Linked DNA regions of Mus musculus: region 1 is linked to region 2. The links are chromatin contacts, called in public Hi-C maps. All regions are on one chromosome and are shown on one strand. The core of a region is the stretch at or near the end of the contact, and the rest is flanking DNA. Distances in the headings are between cores, read along the strand shown.

What was found. A called contact is a pair of places that touch in the nucleus more often than the background predicts.
Region 1: a contact with region 2 is called in a Hi-C map of cerebellum, with 1.6 times the contacts expected there. The contact joins two enhancer-like sites. A contact is called at or near these places in 1 of 484 Hi-C or Micro-C datasets (cerebellum) and 1 of 115 datasets of contacts at active chromatin or transcription factors (pancreatic cancer cells).

The regions. Positions count from the first base shown.
Region 1 is chr2:141,816,348-141,819,282 of GRCm38.p6, reverse strand. The region is part of intron 8 of Macrod2 (mono-ADP ribosylhydrolase 2); the gene reads right to left. Among named protein-coding and RNA genes, the nearest start is that of Gm25583, 180 kb to the right of the region's middle. Within about 2 kb of position 1,637, at least 7 of the 459 cell types and tissues checked have an H3K27ac peak or open chromatin away from gene starts, as enhancers often do. A contact at or near this core is called in cerebellum, where this site is marked.
Region 2 is chr2:141,433,517-141,436,416 of GRCm38.p6, reverse strand. The region is part of intron 5 of Macrod2 (mono-ADP ribosylhydrolase 2); the gene reads right to left. Among named protein-coding and RNA genes, the nearest start is that of Gm25583, 210 kb to the left of the region's middle. Within about 2 kb of position 1,601, at least 16 of the 459 cell types and tissues checked have an H3K27ac peak or open chromatin away from gene starts, as enhancers often do. A contact at or near this core is called in cerebellum, where this site is marked.

The DNA of each region.
Region 1 (2,935 bases), core at 388-2,887, 380 kb before region 2:
CCAGCAAGATAGCACAAGTTATAGGATACATTGGTTACCCTTGTTTTAAAACACCTTTTTATACTCCTATTTTACATGTCTTGGAACTCTTTCTAGAACCCTGTTTTACAGAAATCTCACTTGTCTACTGAAACACATTCCCAAGTCTTGAACATAATACTTTTAGGTCCTCTGTGTAATGCCCTAAGCTTCTTGTGCAGATATGATGGACTGATCACTCTCTGTTAAAGTGGGCCAAGAGGGGAGGATGCATGTACATCATACATAAGGGTGGACTTTAACAAAGGCTGATAATGGGTTATATGAATACAATACTTTGGGGTCTTGCCAAAGACCCTATCCAAGACAGGTCTTTTCTCTCCTCTTGAGAAAAAACTAACAATGAGGCTGAAGAAGCTTTTCCTCATGAAGTAAGAAGAGTGGGACAGAGCATATGGATAGCCTTACCTCCATGTCTCAGAGTTTTTGATTGACATACCTGGAGGCATGGTGGCTAACTGGCAGTGGGCTTGCTAAATTACATTATCCTAAGACATATGGGTCTTCAGGAACAAATAAGTATGGAGCACAAAACCAACCTAAAGACTAGAGTGCCCATTGCACAGATGGTGAGGTAGTGTGAGGGAGGGCATACCATCTATTTGGTTAGCTCTTGCACAGAGCAAGATATGTTAGCCCCAAATTTTGGAACATCTTGCCAAGAGATAGAAGATTCCTTAAGGCTTGGCTTTACCTCTAAAAGTAGGATTAAGAATAATAAGACAAAAGGACAAGACTGGCTTCTGACAAGCAATCTAGTACTTCTCACAATTTCAGCACAGATATTCTAAGAGTAGGAAACATTTTGTGAGATAGAAAAAAAAGAAGAAATGAAAGGAGGAAAAGAGGGAGGGAGGGAAGAATGGGGAATCCTATAATGCACAAATCATCAGAGTTATTCTTGAGTAAATGCAGCATAGCATGTCCGAAAGCCTGTGAATCAATTTCTTCAGTTATGTCACAGCTGATGAGCATCATGGCTTCCACCTACAGATCCTCTTGAACAAGTCCAAAGATACTATTTTAGAGGAGCATATGAGGTTGCTGATTCTTATTAGCATAACTCCATTCTTGCACAGGATATGAAGATGGGACTTTGTGTTCCAAACACTGATTCTAACCTTAGATACCCCCTCAAAACTATGGCTGCCATTGATACTAAAATGAAGTCATTGCCAGAAGGGAATTCTGAGGATGTCACATGCTCCTTCGAGGCCTCTGTCTACTGGCCATATGCCATGTTACAGAGAGCTGAAGGAAAGCACACTGTGTTCCTTGTAAACAACCATCTCCAGGGGCTGGGTGCATAGAATGAGAGATATAATTTTCAATCATCAATTTAAGCATCATTTCACGTTTCATTTAAGCCCCACCTTTAAGAGCCACAATGATCCTAAGGCATTTCATGTGAGTAACATAAGGCAGTTCTTACACTCTTCCTTTCCTTCCCTCCTGCCCCCCCCCATGTGATTCCAAAACAAAAGTGACAAATAATTTTTAACACTGCATATGTTCAAAGACCTCTGCCAAGAAGGGGAAAAAATAACCTTGGCACCAGAAGCTAAAGTGTCACCATTCCTTTGTGATCTGTAGTGTGGAAACTGTGTCCTTTGCCTTGTCAAATTAGCATGAGAATTGCATGCGTAGTGGCAGTGTTCAGGGGAATGATGGGAAATTTCTTCAGTCGACTTCTAATTCTGTTTCCGAAGGTGAAGAAACCTATTCAACTCTTCAATAAACCCTGGTTTAGTATTTGAATGGTGGCACAGGGAAGTGGCAGAGCCCACTATTTTCCATGTAATAAGAACCAATATCTTGGGGCTGGGAGATGACTTAGTGAGTTTGCCTTTACTGTATAATCATGAGAACCTAGATTTGGAATCTCAGTAGTCAAATATTAAAGCAGGTATTGCTGCACATGCCCATAACTCCAGTGCCAGCCATGACTGGGACAGAAGTAGGAGAGTTACTAGTGTTTGCTGACCAGGCAGCATACCCAGCAAATCCCAGGTAGACAGTGACTGAAGAGGACACTTGATGTTCCCCTCTGGCTTGCATACTCCTTAAACATGCTTATCACACACACACACACACACACACACACAGAGAGAGAGAGAGAGAGAGAGAGAGAGAGAGAGAGAGAGAGAGAGAGAGAGAGAGAGACGCCACAATATAGGTAACATCAGATAAGGTCTAAAACCTTAGATAGAAAATGAGAGCTAGAGCCAGATATGCCCCAGGCTGATACTCTGCCTCTATAGAGTATCATAGCTCATCAAGCCACATCTGTAGGTATGCTACTTAAAGTGACAAAGAGGAAAATCACAGGTGTTGCACTTCTCTCACAAGGCACAGAGTAAACAATTGAAATGACATAGAGATGGTACTTAACATTTTCAATAACAATCTGTTTGTGTAAGATACATAGTTAAAAAATACTTGTCTGGCAGAGCCTCCAAAATGTGTACGTGATGCAACAAAGCTTCTACCTTCCTTCAGCACAGAGGAAAACCAACTTCGAGTTTGAAAAGACAGAGTGGAGTGTCTTCTGTGTCATTCAGCTTCAGCTTCAGCTTCAGCTTCAAGGTACCCACTAAGTAAAGCAAAGGATTCCTCCAGTGACTCCTTCAGTCCAGAATAGGGTCTTGGTTTGCAGGGGGAGAGGTAGCATTATGAGGAAGAACATCAAAAGAAATCTCCATGGAGTAGTTAAAGAAAGGTTCCACACCCCACAGTCTGCATATATGAACAGATGGTTGGCCTCAGGTGAAGCACGGCTTCCTAGCCAGAAGATTGCACACGACCATGGCTTTAACAAGAGCTTTCTAGACTGCTAAGCATTTGCCTCTCTGCTGCTTTATAGTTGATGGAGGTTCAGTTTCCCTCTCCACTGTGC
Region 2 (2,900 bases), core at 352-2,851:
CATTATCCAGGAAATATGCTTGCTGTCTCCTAGCCAATTTCCATTTATGCTCTATGTATTATGAAATTATATTGAACCTTGGAGAGTTAGGAACACACAAAGGAAATCTATGAATATTTTGATGGGGATGATAATTTGAAGATCCGACAAATAAGATTTTCCTCTGTATATTTCTGTTCCCCACAGCCCTTCACACTAAAGAATCAGGGTCATTCTCTCTTAATTGATGCAGAGGTAAATTGTTGTGGTAGGATAGCAAATATTCTACAGAGAGGAAAAATGGCCAAGGGAGATTGTAACAACCTTGGGTTGTTTGGGATAATTCACAGCAAATGATAATTTTAGGTACAGATATATGTGTTTGTAAACTTCAATTTCTGTTATTTATATATAATATATAATTGTGTGTACTTAATTATAGTTTCTTCCTACACATATGGGTTTGTGGACCATGCTCATTCCAGAGTTTATTTTATTGAGTACTCTGCTCACACCCTTGCCCAAATTATTAAGTAAGAAAAAGTAAATTATCAGAATTGATACTTCAGTGGAAATACCTGAAAGGGAACAGTCATATGTATCTTTGAGGAGGACTGCTTTTTCCTTCCTTCCTTCCTTCCTTCCTTCCTTCCTTCCTTCCTTCCTTCCTTCCTTCCTTCCTTCCTTTCTTTCTTTTTAAATGGACAAGTGGAGTTCCCTGTTTAATTATCAAGCCATGTCACAATCTCTTGGAAACACATCCCTAGAAACTAAAAGGTAAGTGGCAAATAGGTCAAGAGATGAGCACATCCTTGTCCGGTAACTAGGGACATCCCTGCGTCCTGCAGCATTAGAAATCTCCTAAGCAATCTCCTGACTCTCTGGTTTATGAAGGTGTCCTACAAAGCTACATAGTCAGTTTCCTAACCCCTCTCCTGCTAGGTCCTGTCAGACCGTACTGTTGTCTTCAGAGCTAAGTTTTAATGCTCATCAATGCTGGTCAAATCCGTGTGATTTTTCCCCCCACAGCCGAGATAGCTCTTGCAAGCTAATCCCAAGGTAGCAGCCAGAATAGTGAGAGACATATGTTGATGGTAATGAAGCAGTTGCCTGCGTTCGCTATCTGTTTGGAAGATTAACTGTCTACCACATTGCGGTATTTAAGCATGAGACCATTTCAGATTTAGTACACATTCCCAAGCCCCCCTTTCCATCATAAAACACTGTCTAGGAAAAAAAATACAATTTACATAACTTACAACCAGAGGATTTTACTAATATAAACAATTCTGCTGCGTAACAGTTGGCACCCAAAAGACAATTTATATACTCCCAGCTCTTTCCTCCTGCCAAATCCAGGGTGACACGTTCATTGTTTCCCTCATAAAACCTGCAATTGCTTCTGTGAGAGCAAGAACAACGGCTTATTTTTTATTTCACCTTTCTAAGCATGGATGAGCAGATGGAATTCAGTGGGGCCAATCGAATACTGAGCTTTAGCCTGCCGGATTCCCAAATAGCAAAGACATTCTATTTCTCCTCGTGGAAGCTAGCGCAGTCACCAGAACTCGGTCGAGCTTCAGAGGACTTTTCAAGCACAGATGGGACATCTGCCAGTTCCTATGGTGATCAGGCTAAGATTGAGGACACGCCTAAAAAAACCACTTCCCTAGTTAAAGCCACAGGAATCAGCAGCAGCAGTTGAGTAAATGGAAATAAACAAATCCAAAGAAACCAGGACAACTGAGTTTACACTGTAGTTTTAAAAAAAACTCTAAAACTCTTCTCTATTAAGGTCTGAATGACTCACTCATGCCAGTTCATTTCCAATTCCCAAGACAATGCTTCTAATTGCTGAAAGTGATTTACGCAAATTGTGTCAAGTAACTACAACCTCAGTGGCACATTAGACATAAAACAAGCAGAGTGAGGACAAGGTTATGGCACTCCTGGTTCTGCTACGCAACAGCAGAAGTTGGGATATGGAAGGATTTCTCTTGAAGGCTCAATTATTTGAGAGAAAATGAATGATTTTATTAGAAATAAAAAAAAACTCTTTTAGTCTGATGTGAGCAAATAACCCTCCTGTAAAGATTAAGTCTTCCATAGCACAAGCAACCCAGAATATTCATTCGCTACAGCTTCTACTCTTTGAATTTTACCCTAGAGGCCCGAAGAAGAATAGCTTCAGCCTGTAATAGTCCATTACCAAACGTTTCACATGCATTAAATTCTTAGTATTTCATAAATACTGTAACTAGGAAAAAAATCATTCATGCCTTACATTTGGAAAATGGACCCTTGTGGAATATTGCCTTTTTCAACCTCCGCAAACCTAAGTTAAATATTTATAAAACAAAATATATTGAAACTATTTCAACTCTTCTGGGAGTAGAACAGACACTTAAAAAGAATCAGCCTGAACTTAGTGGTCTTATGTGCATTATAGTGAATTTGCATATTCAACAACTCTTTAGAAATATTGAAGCTGAGAGCATTTCTAAATTTTCAGCTCACACCAAAGCATAAGGATATGTATGGCCTCTAGTGAATTCTGGCATTGGCATTCTACTCTTCGATTAAATTTTCAACATAGATTAGTTTTGATATTTAATACACTTAAGGAAGAAAACCACAAATAGCTACTGCTTAGAAAACCTTAGCTGATAAACGTTATATGTCAATGGTTTAAACAGTACAGAGAGGATAAAATGAATGGAGGTATGCCCCCACTCAACTAGTTTATAGCATTCCCCAACATTATATCTGCGGGTGACTCCTTTGGAACGATTTATTGAAATAAGTACTAACTATATACATCAAAGTGCATATTTGGTATCCTAACTTTAAAATTATATTCATACATATTTGAACCATTTCTCTTTCAACTAAAATGGTAACTGTTACTTTGAAAGGGCTTT